Linked DNA regions of Mus musculus: region 2 is linked to region 1. The links are chromatin contacts, called in public Hi-C maps. All regions are on one chromosome and are shown on one strand. The core of a region is the stretch at or near the end of the contact, and the rest is flanking DNA. Distances in the headings are between cores, read along the strand shown. Region 1 overlaps Gm34196 (a long non-coding RNA gene). Region 2 has its middle 120 kb from the start of Ccnh.

Evidence for each region. Hi-C and Micro-C count contacts between places; a contact is called where the count stands out from the background.
Region 2: a contact with region 1 is called in a Hi-C map of cortical neurons, with 3 times the contacts expected there. The contact joins two enhancer-like sites. A contact is called at or near these places in 2 of 484 Hi-C or Micro-C datasets (both in cortical neurons) and 1 of 115 datasets of contacts at active chromatin or transcription factors (astrocytes).

What each region holds. Positions count from the first base shown.
Region 1 is chr13:84,760,654-84,768,217 of GRCm38.p6, reverse strand. The region is part of intron 2 of Gm34196 (a long non-coding RNA gene); the gene reads left to right. Among named protein-coding and RNA genes, the nearest start is that of Gm34246, 89 kb to the right of the region's middle. Within about 2 kb of position 4,102, at least 7 of the 459 cell types and tissues checked have an H3K27ac peak or open chromatin away from gene starts, as enhancers often do. A contact at or near this core is called in cortical neurons, where this site is marked.
Region 2 is chr13:85,064,394-85,071,957 of GRCm38.p6, reverse strand. No RefSeq gene overlaps it. Among named protein-coding and RNA genes, the nearest start is that of Ccnh, 120 kb to the left of the region's middle. Within about 2 kb of position 4,552, at least 26 of the 459 cell types and tissues checked have an H3K27ac peak or open chromatin away from gene starts, as enhancers often do. A contact at or near this core is called in cortical neurons, where this site is marked.

The sequences.
Region 1 (7,564 bases), core at 2,853-5,352:
CAAATGTTACTTTTAAACTTAAACTGGTTAGTTCGGTTAAATTGTATCTTGATCAAGTTCTGTGTTACCTTTGAACTCAAAGGAGAGTACCATGCATCAATCATTATTGAAATAAAGCTGTATCCACAAAGGAAAAACATTTAAAAATACGCCAATTAAAATCTCTAAAGAAGTTGAAGAAACTGTTGATACTGTCAATCCAAGTCTTAGACAAACTGTTAGGGTAAAACCTAAATCTTTATCAAGTCTCAGAGTAATCACATTGTCCTTGTGATGAGGATAGCATTTTCTGGGGCCCTAAGATACTGCAGTGCCATTTTCTAATGCTTATGTCTATCTTTAGAGGAATTAAATTCACAGTGAGAATTGCTACAACTTAAAAGGCACATCCATGTAATTAAGAATTTCAAAAATGAATGACACTATTCCACCTTTGCCTTTCAGAACTGCTAGTAAAATCTTGGTAAGTAGTTATTTGAGGTTCCTTTCAGGACTAACAGGATGCAGAGAAAATGGTTTTATTACTAGCAGAAATTTAGCTTCATATCCTCTGTTATACATATACAGTTTTAAACAAAGATACAACCACCATATGTTTCTTGTCTGTCAGAATGAAGTTTAAAGCAGTTTGTGTAAACATATAGGGCATGATAAAGGAGCCATTGGGGGATACTTAGAGCATCTACAGGGAATGCCAAGGCTGATAGCAGGAGAATATAAAATCTCTGCCTCTGGTTTCTCAGTGATTCGTATGGAAAGGGTGGATACATCAATTTGGTGATCTTGGGCTCTTGTTTAGCATCTTGATTATACAATGATGTAGAAATAGCTGGGCAGAAGGGTCTATCAATGGAGGATGAAGGTGAGGTTGATGATGTAGACCCTATGTGCCTTCCATGGCTTTAGAATTGAATGTAAGAAGCAGCAAAGACAAAATTCCCAAACCGATTTAAATTTTGAAGGTGGAAAAAATTCATAAACACTTTTTATTAAGTGATCTTTGGATTACTACAGGAGGTTTACACATCAAGTCTCCAGACACTATAGTTGTGATCCAACAATATAGAACTGAGTAGGATGTCCTGCACTTGGCAGTCATGCAGGAGAGGACATGGGAGCACTGGTTAAAGGAAACAGATCAAAGGACAAATGATTCCTGTAAGTCCAGATAAAAAAATATTACAATACTCTATGGGGAAAACTAAAATTGCAAATTTTACATGTTATAAACAAACCATTCAATATTGTAAATATAAAATGATCGACTCAGTTTATTTGCCTTATTCTGTTTTGATTATTGTGTCTGTCCTCTGCCTTTCCAAAACAAGGCTTTGAAGGATCCCTTGAAAGTACATTCAGTTTTGCAGCTGAACATCTTTATCTTTGAGAAGCTCTATAGTCTTTGCCAGGTAAACAAAGATGCTTATGCCCATCCGGGTTATGATTCAGTATGTTGTAGCAAATTGATAATGATTTCCCAAGATTTTCCTTTCTAAAATGTTTCCATGAAGACATCCAGTTCTTCACACCTTACCCATATGCAAATCACCTCCCAGCTGTCCTCTCTCTTTTTCTCCATCCCATTCTCCAAGTGAATGTTAACACCCATTAGTCTAGCCCTGGAAAAAAAACTTTATATATGTTAGAACCACTAACAAACACAGCCTGATGATGCTCACTTCAGTCCACAGTCAAGTTCAAACTTCCTCTTTCAGCACTGAAATGCATCTTCCAGGATTCTGCTGCTGCTAGCTCCTGACATTTATAGAGTGGCATAACTGTACCAGGGACTGTACTGAGCACAAAAATAATAAAATAAAACATAAAAAATTAAGGAAAAGAAAAAAAGAAAGAAAAAGAAAAAAGAGTCTCCTCACCTACTCTTCCAAATAATCTTGTAACGTATGTCCTGTTACCCTCATAACCAAAGTGTATTATATTGAGACCTTAGGGTTCGGATATTTTCCTAGACATACAAAGCCTCTATGTTTCAGCTTAGAACTCATCAGATAAGACTTACCTCTGCAAACGTCTCCACCAGTGATACTGCCATCTGCCTTCTTAATGCATTTCCTGCCAGAATAGACATTCTTTAGAGGCCTGGGTATCCCACTTTGAAACAAAAGCACATTTCTGATCCAAAACTTATTTAGGTCTCTATTCTCCTCACTTCTCAGAGGCTGACTGAAATCTCACCTCTTTCTAATATATTCGTTAGCTCTTCTGTCTTGCAATCCTAAGGCCCACACCATTCACTCAATCACACCCCTTGTGTTACTCAGATACAGTTTTTACATTATGAGTTTTCTCTAATTGGACAGGAAGACACTGGTGGGCAGGGCTTTGATTTCACACTTTCCTTCTCTCATCTTTAACACATAGTTCAGTGACTTTCATCAAGTTTGCATTCATAAAACACTTATTGAAGGAATAAATTAATATGAACTCTACAGAGTGTCATGTTTGAAAAATGATACTATAATTAGTTCTCTAGCATTCTATTATGTCTTGATAAAAGCTCCTCTAGATGATGGTGGCAGGTGGGCTTATGAGAACTGTACCTTTACTGAAACTTTCTGTCTTTTCTCACATTTCCAGAGGTAAATCTGACACACAACTACAAGAAATTATATATATAATAATTTTTTTCGTGTGTGTGTGTGTGTGTGTGTGTGTGTGTGTGTGTGTGTGATGTGAGGGGGTGGGGGCTAAATGTTAGACATATGTGTCTCCCTTAATCATCCTCTATCTTGTTTCTTGAGACAAAGCTTCCTGCTAAGTATAGAGCTCATGATTGGCTAGGTTCACTGTTCAGTAAGCCCCAGGGATTCTTCTATTTCTGACTCTCCAGGGCTTGGACTGCACTCCAAGCAATCCCAAACCCACCTTTTATAAGGCTATTAATGCTTATTGTATGTATTTGAATGACTGTCTGTATGTTACATATGTGCCCCATCTATGTGTCTAGTGGCCACAGAAGATAGAAAAGGGATTCACCATAATACCCCTGAACTGAAGTTACATGGGTGTAAACTACCTCGTGCAGGTGTTTCGAGTTGAACGCATGTCCTCTACAAGAGAAGTAAATGCTCATAACCATGAGCCTGGCTCCTTAAAACTGTTTTCTTCAAATTTACAAGACTAACATTTGACACACTGAGCTTTTTTTCAAGGCCCAGCTCAATATTTGTTTGATTGATTGGTTGGTTGGTTGGTTGATTGGTTGGTTGGTTGAGACATGGTCTCACTATGTAGCCCTGACTGTTCTGGAACTCATTATGTAGACCTTGCTGGCCAGGGACTCATAGAGGTCTATCTGCCTCTACCACTTCAGCACTAGGGTTAAAGGCCGGTGCCTCCATGCCTCACCCCCCCTCCCACCCCCGTTCATTCTTAAGAAAAGATTGACTTAGTGAAGAAATATGTATTGATGCAGGTCAGAACTTTGTTCAAAGCAGGTTCAGCGTCTCCAGGGTTGTGACAGTGCTTAGACACAGTAAGATCGTTTTATTCCTTTTCACCCTTATTCAGCTTTCTAGTTGTTAGGCCCAGCATCTGAAGACCGTCCCCATCGGTATTCTCTCCAGAGCTGGGCATCTCTCACATCAGGATATCACAAGACCAAAAGCTAACAAGAGAAGACAAGCCCTAAGACATGCTTTAAAAGCCAATCGTCTCAACTAGGCAAAGCCTTCTACATGTAAACTGTTTTTTTTTCTCTTATACAGATAGAACACCTTGTGTATCTCACTAAAAAAAGATATATATTATCTATCTATGTATCTAACCTTTTGAAAAAATGTGATAGGTAAGATATTTTATATAACAACACATGCTGTTGCCACTCTGTATAATTATATTATGTGCATATATGTGCTCACAATTTATAATGGAATATTCTTACTGCCTTGAAAATCACTTTGAAATATCTAAAAGTAACTTGCTTCAGAGTATCTCATCACACAGTGACTAACACCCAGAACTCAGGTGAATGACTCAGCTTTCCTGTAAATGGCTTAAAATGTAAGGCTGAGATCAAGTGTTACTGAAGTAACGCTTCAGTGCTTACACATAGAAGGCAGACAATGAATGCTTGCAGTGGGCTGGGGGAGTCTTCCTGAGACATAGCAAGGACTTGGATACTGGCCCAAATGGAATAAAAGATGCCTAGTCTGAAGAGAAAAGTCATTGGTCAGTTCCAGATGAATTTAGAATGCAAGAAACACAATGCAGTGTTTTGTTTTGTTTTGTTTCATTTAAAACAAAAATTAAACTACAATTCTATGTAAAAGGTATATATATATATATATATATATATATATATAATTAAATTTTTTAACTGTAAATCCCTAGCATGTTGAGTGTGAGATCTTGCCTAGAAAATGTCAGTTTTCACTGTGGACAAATATTCCACACTTCAGCATTTGAGCAATATAATAGAATGTTCACATAGATATAAAATTATAATAAGAGAGATTTCTGGGCTCTAGACCAATCCAGAAAATGTTAAGCAAACAGCATTTTGTGAACGTTTAGTGCAATGCCATGGTGATTGGTAACAGTGGAGTGTTTTTGGTTCCCATTCTAAGACTGGAAAATGGATTTGATGAGTTGTCAACCCCCTGGCTCATTCCTGGCTCTTGAACAGAGGATCTATGCTTAGGAGATACACTGGAAGGACTTCATATAAATATTAATAGATATGGAAGATGTTCATAAATCCATATTTTAGAAATAAAAAAAAAGGTTTCAAAGCCTTTAGATGTGACTAAAGAAAGAAGCAGGTATATGAAATGAAATGAAGTGAAATGAAGCTGTTTGTAAACTTTGGTGTGTAGGAATTTATGCTTTATAGTGCTAAGACAGTCCAGTGAGGGTGACAAAGCCAGACTGAGAGGCCAGTGTGAGTGTTGTACTAGACCTTGAAGAAAGTCTGAGCCCAGTCACAGCAGAAGCAAATAAGCTCTGCCAGACCTTGCATCTTCTTGTTGAGGTAGGAAGAAGAAAGAGGTAGTCCAAGAACATTCAGGTAACAAGAATGCCTGATGTGAGTGAGGAGACCATTTTATGACATGGCAGTCATAAAATGGAAGAATCATATAGAATAGGGCAAAAACAAAAAATGTCCAAAAACATCCATTTGAGTCTTTTTTAGTATTATATTTGATCTGGTTTGTTTGAATTGTTAATGTTATTTTAACCAGAACTTGTGTTTTCTTTACATACCTGGTTAAATGTTGTAAGTGTATCATTAGTAACATTTTAACATGCAATTTAACGAAAGAAATATTGAGAAAAAAAATCACAGGCTCAGTAATCAAATGATACAGGTAGAGAACACAGAATAAATTTTGCCTACAATAAAGGCACAATCTTGATGATTATTAATAAATAAGACACAGGGAAGAGATGTGTGAATGATACAGGAAGACACAGATCCACATTTATTTTGCCGTTTGATAGCCTAGTAACCAGTGTAAGTGACACTGGCAAGTTTTTCAAGCTCCATCTTTACATGTGAAGTATACTTGGTTCTTATTTGGTGGATTTGTTCTAAATATCAGTAATAAGAAAACAGTGAGTGAGATTAGGTAGCATTGAGTAGCATCTATTATTATCAAAATGGTCATAATCAGTCCAAAGACAATTGCAGCTTCCCTTGTAAAATTCATAAACGCTCTTCGAATGATTCAATTTCTCATGCAACCAGAATATTTTTATTTGGAATCTGAGGTCTAGCATTGTAAAAAGAGAAATAGTTCCTAAATTTCTTCATCCTTAGTCTTAATATAGACATTAACTACTAGAGGGTCGTAACTGCTTCTCTCTCTCTCTCTCTCTCTCTCTCTCTCTCTCTTTCTCTCTCTCTCAGCAATTTAAACTATTATGTTTATACAAAGAAAAATTAGAGTTTCCCCTAGGATTCTTGGAGAAAATTAATCTTCTAATGTTTAAATCTCACTGTTCTTCAAGAATGCCCTATTGTATCTTGAGAATGTGTATTGTGTTAAATACAGAAGATGCTGCTGTGTACAGTATGGTTCTCCTCCTTCTGTTTCACTATAGAGACAGAATAGGGTGTTGCTGCAGCCTTGTTGTGAAGCCAAAAAAAAAAAAAAAAAAAAAAAAAACTCAGCCCAGGAAAACTGAGAAAGGAACCTCGACCTGGAATGCCTGCCTCTATGGACAGCTTTCGCTGAAGTACAACAGACCAATGTCATTAAGAGATTTCTGTACACCAAACACACTCCTACTCAAAGGGAGGCAAGGGCGCCATTGATTTGTGTTTATGAAATTGCAAGTCACTCTTCCATAAAACACAGACGGTCCTCCCTCCAGTATATAATGTGAATGTCAAAAGTCAATTAATTGCATTAAAAACTCCAGATTAAAAAACTCAAAAATTCACAAATCTGTGTCCATGTTAAAAATTCTATGTATCTATCATCTATCTATCTTCTTGATATAAACTTACTGTAAGTAACAAGAAAGAAAAAATAAAAAGAAAGTGTAACATTTGTGTAAAATTATTTTCATCTGGATTTAATTCTAGCACCTAAAGAATGAACTTAAAAAAATCTCATCAGTGAAAAAGGAAGGTTAAATTATCAAGATTTCGATCTTTTCTTTATCAAACACAGTTCAGTCATTGTTTAAAGTATCCATTTCTCCAATCTGATAGAAGATTCTTTGTTGACATCTCTTCATACAAAACGAATACTGAGGGAAGAAAGAAAATTTTGTACTTAAGCTTAGTATTTCTGAAATATATATATACTCCAGGTGGTGGCAACTGGTTGATTTTCATTTGCTTTTTTAATACTTGTGAATTTCCTGCTCTTCAGTAATTCTGAGTATCAAATATATCTTTTAAAATGAGCCAAGTTGAGAAACTTACCGCTTTAAAAATTATCAGCTATACATATTTTCCATCACTGTTTTCCTATCGGAAAGCTGCAAACATCTGCACTGATTACAATTAAAAACAGTGTAAAAGATTATCACTCCAATTATAGCCTCCTGTTCTAATCAAAATTCAGTCCTGTTCCCAGACAGCGACGGGCGTGACGCCCATATGCTTTTTTCTTTGCACTAGAACCTCCCTGAGTTCTGCTTTTTCTTTAATCAATGAATATGTAAAGCTCTCTTGAATTTATCTTTATCAGAAAGTAGCATCTTACGTCGATATGATTTCAAAGCTTCTGGAACTCTATTTTTCCTTTTCATTTATATGAACCCACTTGTAGAAATAAAAAAAAAAAACACACACTCTATTATTTTAGTCAACAGAGAAGTTTCTGACCTGCCAAGGTTTTTTTAAAGTGATTATTTTAAGAATCTTCATTATCCCACTTCATATTATTATTGTAATATTATCCTCTTCAAAAGATAGAAACCTGCTAGATTTGAAGTATGTTTACATTAAGTCAGTAGTTATTATATAGAAAGAGACTTTTTAGCGAACAAAGTAATGCATCCCATTGTGACACTTGGATACATGCACACCACACCACTCACATGCATCCCTCCCGCATCCCTCCTCACGCTCTTTCACTGATGTTAT
Region 2 (7,564 bases), core at 3,303-5,802, 300 kb before region 1:
CCAACTGAGTAGTCCTAAAATGATGTGAGATTTATAAAATAACATTTGCAGGTATGGCTGGAGGAACAGATACTGAGTTTGGTTGCAAATTAAGAATAATAATTCTCTCCTTACCAGATGCTAAGATGCTAAAAATAGGTGACTATTTTTTTTAAATCATCAATGACTTTAGTTACAAAACAAAGTCCCCATGTAGTCATAGTCTACATTTTTGTTTTAATTCACAATCATACCAATTTGAGCAGGGAGATCAAGTTATTTATTAATAAGCACATAGCTAGGAAGAACTAAGTACAGAACTTTGGCACATTCCTCCCACAAAAAGTAGATAATGAAACATTTAATTAAAAAGCACATCATTACTTTTGAAGAGCTATGTTTGCATGATCTCTGGACAGACTGATATGTTCAGATTGACCCTGAGATAATTCCTTTTGGGGAGGAGACTGTAATTGATGTGAACCCAGAGCTCATTATTATTATCACTACTACTATTTGCAGTAAATTCTTCACAGAGGCTTGTTTGGAATTAGAGTTAACTGAATTCCCTTGTAGACGAGCTTGCTTCTGTAGCCCTAATATATGTTAGCAAACTCACCTGACACCATAGGCTCCCTTTTTCACCAGCTTGTTCAATCGTGTCTGTGAAGCTCAGTGTTGAATGGCTCTAGGTATTAATAAGCAGTCAATGTTGTCTAAAACCGGTTAAAAATTGTTAAAAAATTGTGTTCAACAATCATCAGAGTGAGATATATTTTCTTCTTTATATGTAAAACCCACAAGAAATTGGCTTTACTAAATAAGAGAGAGAAGGCTTTAAGTGGTGTGGCCTGACAGTAATTTGTATTAGAGTATGGAAGAGCACATTTGTAATGTCTTGTGGTAGTACATTTATCTCTTTCTGACAGAAGGAATAATTGCTTCAGAGAGCATATCAATGGCTGTTTAAAAATTTAACTCTTTATCTCCACACACCTAAGGCTACAAAAGTAAGAGGAGACAAACACAGGGTCTATAATACAGGTATAACAGTTATAAAGTAATGGTTATAAAATATACATTATATATTTTAAAGGAGTGGTGATAAAGGGTAATAAAAATTCAGTTCCACATGCATGTTTATATTATTCATGTATGGGCATGGTCCTAATGGCTATTGTCATTCTGTCTGCTTTGGAATAGTCTTTGTAACATGGTCTTCAATTTATAAGCACCTATAAGAAGTTGTTTTGTTCAGATGAATTGTTAGGTTAGTAGCTAGTTAGGATTTGATGTCCAAATGTGACAGCTTTAATGGATTCTTGTCTATTAACTCCTTATTATCTACATAAATATGAAATTTATTTAACTTCAACTCCCTAATTTATCCTGAATAAATATTTTGATATTCATGTCCCACATGCTTTCCAGTGACCTGTCCATGGTCTGAAAGGTTGATGTCTTATTTAACCCTAGTGGAGGGGAAGGGACTTGGGATCCCAAGATCAAGGGTAAAAGTTTTAGATTATTGTTTTTTTTATAAATTGGTCATTTCTAACCAGAGAAGATAGATAGAGTAATAATTATGCTGACATAGCAGCTGTAAAATGTTCCATTCAAGCCAGTTTTCATAATCATACTTACTCCAGACAACCAGAATGAAAGTGCAGGTGAGACCTCAGCAGAATTAGATTTTATGTAGCATGCTGGCTTTCTAAATATGTCTTTGGAATACAAAAATTGAACCAACAAAATATATTTTAAGTGCTTTTATTTTAAACCTGTAATAACCCAAATTTAATTATAAGTTTTACTTTGATTTGTGTGTGTATAACCATAATACATATTTTAGCATGCTGGATTTTTTGACCCGTTGACTCTGTTCTAAGTCTATCAATTATGCTTAATATAGAAGCATCCAACTTTGAAATCAACTGATTTTCTAAAAGGAGCAAGACATGTAAGGAAGGAAGGAGTAGACATTCAAATTACAAATGTGTCTGTGTTAAAGGATATTTAATTTGTAGTTGGCACATAGTAGGCATTTAACAAGCATTTGATGAATGGATAAACAAACAAATGATGAATTCTATATTTCCCTCAGCAGGAATTGTGAGTAATTCATATTTTAATGTGGTGCATGCTATGTCTTCAATTTATTGAGGTCACTTTAATCCTGGTCTTTGATTCAAAGGTGTTACTAACCCTTCTAACTTACTGATGTCTGAGAAATACCATCTCTATGAGACATGTGACTGAGTTCAGCAATGAGCATCATGTTGAACATTTCCTTAAACTAGAACACAGTTGGAAACAGTTATATGACCAGGAACATTCTTCATTTCAGTCCTCTTAGCCAACATTGTCCACATTTGACTGATCTCCCCTTTATCATCCATTACTGGCTATTGTATTTTCACTAAATAGAAAGTAAGATGTTTGATGAAGCCTGATGAGAATGAAGTGACATGAGGGTATAATGGAAACATAGTAAGATAATTTTAAATTATATTGCAGTGATTTCCTATTGTATATGTCTCAATAGACAAGTCTTGACACATAATGTATAGAAACAATCTGCTGCCAATAGTCCCAGAGGGCAGACATAAAATTTTAAATCCATTCATGTGTCCTCTTTCAAAATATTTGGAGGAATATCTCTTACTATTGAAAGCTTATTTCTCACAAAGATCTATAACTATTTCATTATTTTTTGCTGTCAAGAAAACTTTTATTTTCTAAAATGAAATAATAATAATGACTTATTATCTAAATTCAAATAACAAGTCTCCCAGAATGTACAAAAAATAAGTGGCTTGTCTCCTAAATGCAAAGATGACTTGGAGAAGAGAAGCCAATCAGTGAGATATAAGCCACATAGAGATAATTACCCAGGTGATTGAAAATAAAATTCACTTTTGCTTTTTATTCCTAGCAAATGGGGTAAAAGCTGCCCCTCTTGAGTTTACATTTGTATATTCATGTCCCCATGGAAACTACTAAGTCATTGCTGAAAGATTAGAGAATTGTATCTACATTTGGTTCTCTTATTCTAAAATTTAAAGAAGGCTTTATTACCTTCCTACTATAAAGAATGCACAGCACTAACCATCAAATAATTACATATTTTAGTTTTGTACTGTATGTTTTCTTTTCTTTAAGAGAAACTGATGGTGCAGATAAAAGATTGCTATTTCTATTGAATATGTTTGTAACAAAACCTTCTTTTGTTTGCACAACAGAAGAAAAATACTCCTTCTAATGAGTAAAGCCTTGCTTGTAAACCACATTCAAATTCCAGCAGCGTGATGTGTTTGAATAGCTCTGAGTTGCAGTAGCAGCACTCTCTGTGATCCGTAAGTGGCAGTGTCTATTTGTATGAGGAGGTATAGTGGCTGTGTGCATTCCCAATGTTGTTGATGATTTGCATGTCACAGACTGCATTTCAATGATGCTGTACGCAAATTAGATACAGCTTCATGCTATAGTGAAACACCATTCACAGAATAAAAATTGCCAGCATTTTTTCCTAGTCACTCTATACATTGAAAGAAAATAATAACTATTTAGACACCCTGTTTCTATAAATTAGAAGATAAAGACATGCTGCACATATTAATTTTCTAACAATTACAGATGTTCATTTCTGGTTAATATTTTATATAAAACAGAATTTTAATATGCCTTCTATATTTAATCTGTTCTACATTTTTTAACATCTAAGTGCTTTTATGTTAGTGTATAAATTATTTAAAATAAATAAATTCTGCTGTAAGTAAATTGGAAGTTTTAAAATGCCATGAATAAATACATGATGATTAGATGTGTGCAAAATCACTCTCTGTTTCTGAAGGAGTATGGGGGGCACAAATGTTTAAGTTCAGATTTTAATTCACCTAAAAGTGTTTGCTGTTCTGAGCTTTTCTTTTGATTTCTAAGAGGAACAGTGTGTATGGATGTACGCATGAATAATGGAAGGGATAATTGTTTCAAATGACAAGAGCTTAAAATTTTTTACAGAAAGAAAATTCACCATCCAGATTTTGAAAGTCTATGAAGCGAGAAAAAGGCACTAATAGGTGAATTAGGAACATAGACAATTTCCATTATGGCATCTGTGAGCTTTCTTCATTCCATTTAAATTTTCTCTCATTTCAAAACGTAGTGATATACACTCCTCCTATTTCAGTTGTGCATGCAGAAGTGAAGCAACTGCTTCCCCCATACACAAAATGATTTGTAAATGCTCTCTGTGAATAAAACACATTAAACGTCATTTGCATATGGTGTGTTAATATGTGTGAAAAATGGTTCACGTAGTACATTAGGAAAGGAATACACAGAAATGACTCTAAAATGCCTTCTATATTTGTAACAATTTAAAAGATAACAGAGCAATGTATTTCAGGTGCATTGGACTTAATTCAGCTGTGATGTTTTCTTTAGAACCTTTATATATTATTTTATTTATTTATTTTTTTTTGGATAAATGCTCCCTTGCGAATTCAGTGCAAGGCGGCCAAGATTTTCAGAGCTGACCAGGAGGTGGAGAGCTTATGCAAATGAGCTCATCTATGCTGGCAGCCCACAATGACTGATTCAAAGGAACACTGTAACCCAGAAGATGAGTGTGAGCTGAGTCTTGTTAGCCAGTGACTCCTTCACTGTTTCTCACTAGGTAGGAGGTGACATCCCCCAAATACACTGCTTCCAAGATTTTCTAGCTATACGTCCATAGAAAGAAGGGTTTGCCTTTTCTTCTTGCAAAGTGGAAATCCCTGTACATTAAAACCTTCATAGATTTACATTTCTAGGCACACCTTTTCTCACCTCTCTCATGTAACACTCACAGGTGCTTCTGTGTACATCCTTACTCCTAGGCTGTCTGAATTATATATTATTAAGTTTCAGTGTTTAATAGTATATTGAATTTGAAAGCAATGTTGAAAACTATGCAATGTATGTAAGCCTCAAATTTTTATTACATTTCTAGTGTGAACTTGCATAAGATGTAATTTTCAAGAATAGTATAATGGGGTATGTTGAATTGGTAAGATATAGGTCCAGCAGTATATTATAACATCATCATTTTAACTCAGATTCTGGTTTCATATACACTTCCGACTTTGGTAATTTACATAAACATGCATAGCCTATGAATAATGCATGAACCTTATTTTCAACGCAGAGCCTTCAACTCTCAGTGCACTAGTATACACACCCATTTGATTGGCTTTGCCCTGCTTTCATTACTCACAGTTTCTTGGAACATAGAAGAGGTGGGAAGAGTGAAAAGAATGGACATTATTCTTTCACGTGTGTGTGTGTGTCTGTGTGTGTGTGTGTGTGTGTGTGTATTGTGTTGTGTTTTGTGTGTGTTTGTATGTAAAATATTATATTTTCTAAGCATTCAATGTTCCAAAGATTCACCTGTGATTATTGTTTCTAGTTGTTGTTCTATTTTTTTAAAGAAAGAATACATTAAAAATGTCTGAATCTACAAAATAGTAATCACAATCAGATATTTCATTTATTTATTTTTATTTTTAAAGCATGCTGCAAAAATCATTTTCTATTTGCATAAATCTGAGCACTCAGATACAACTATTAGAGTTTTGATATCTCAATTATACTTGAGGCAAATTGGTAATGCTAAAACACTCATTAAATACATTTGCATTCAGGAAATATAAGAACTTAACATATTAACTGTATTGACTTGAACAGAATTGAGCAGCGATTAATTCACACATGTGATAAGTTTTCTACATTGGAGACTGACTACAGTTTATCTGCAAGCTTGTCTATATGAATATATGAAATAAACAATCAAGTGATGCATGTGGGATTAAACATTTCTACTAAGTGGAAATTCATCACATACAAAGCAATACAATGGCATGTAAATATAACTTTAATAAAAATTTATTTTGTGTGCTTGCTAGTTTCCTTGTTTGTTTGCTTTTTTAAAAACACTTTGAATATTATTATTTGGAGAACATTTTGCTTCCAGAGGTAGAAATTTTACATTTAAATTTGCTTTTCTGCTTTCTCTCTCTTTTTTTATTATTATTTAATGCATTTCCAAGACTGTTCCCTTTTCTCTCTTCTTCCCCTATTGTATGATGTTTCTTTTAACTCCCCATTTTAACACATTGGTAGACTTTATTCACAAAGTTATGTATGAGACTATCTTCTCCAACTATTTTAGGTTATTTATCTATAGATGATTGTGACCCACCACATGGTTGCTGGGAATTGAACTCAGGACCTCGGCAAGAGCAGAGACAGTGCTCTTAACCACTCAGACATCTCTCCAGTCCCCTAGTTTATTTAACACTTAATTTAGTTTTCATTGAAACTTTCTTTTGATGAAATCTCTATTTGATACAACAAATGCTTATTTATTTTAAAATTGAAAAAAAGAGTGTATTGCTAGATTTGCTTTAGGGAATCTTACCATTAAGGATTACAAATTTTTTTAGTATTGACAATGCTACAAAACTGATACTTTTGGTCAAGACTAGTCTGCACAGGTGAGAGTGTGGACTACAGAAGCTAACAGCTTCTGGGACAGGCAGAAGCTACAGAGCTTCTGAGGCAGACCTCATTTTGGGATCCAGACATCTGGGCAACTTCCCTGCCAGAGGAGAAGTATCAGCCCTGCCCGGGAGTGCTTTGCCAGAGCACCTGGGGGAACCATCTTGGTTCCTTGATCCCGGCAAGACTAGTCTGTGCAGGTGAGAGTGTAGTCCTACAGAGGCTACAGAGATTCTGGGACAGAGCCTGTTTCAGGCCTTCATCTTCTGCCAGGAGGCAGGTCCGAATGCCAGATATCTGTGCACCTTCCCTGCAAGAGGAGAGCTTGCCTGCAGAGAGTGCTCTAACCACTGAAACTCAGGAGAGAGCTAGACTCCCAGGTCTTCTGATAGAGGCTAACAGAATCAGGAGAGGAACAAGCTCTAAACAGTGACAACTATAACAACTAACTCCAGAGATTACCAGATGGTGAAAGGCAAATGTAAGAATCATACTAACAGAAACCAAGACCACTCACCATCATCAGAAGCACTCCCACCTCAGCCAGTCCTGGGCACCACAACACACCTGAAAATCTAGAACCAGATTTAAAAGCATATCTCATGATGATGGTAGAGGACATCAAGAAGGACTTTAATAACTCCCATAAAAAATACAGGAGAACACTGCTAAAGAGTTACAAGTTCTTAAAGAAAAACAGGAAAACACAACCAAACAGGTAGAAGTCCTTAAAGAAAAAGAGGAAAACACATCCAAACAGGTGAAGGAAATGAACAAAACCATACTAGACCTAAAGAGGGAAGTAGACACAATAAAGAAAACCCAAAGTGAGGCAACGCTGGAGTTAGAGTCCCTAGGAAAGAAATCTGGAACCATAGATGCGAGCATCAGCAACAGAATACAAGAGATGGAAGAGAGAATCTCAGGTGCAGAAGACTCCATAGAGAATATCGGCACAACAATCAAAGACAATGCAAAATGAAAAAAGATCCTAACTCAAAACATCCAGGAAATCAAGGACACAATGAGAAGACCAAACCTACGG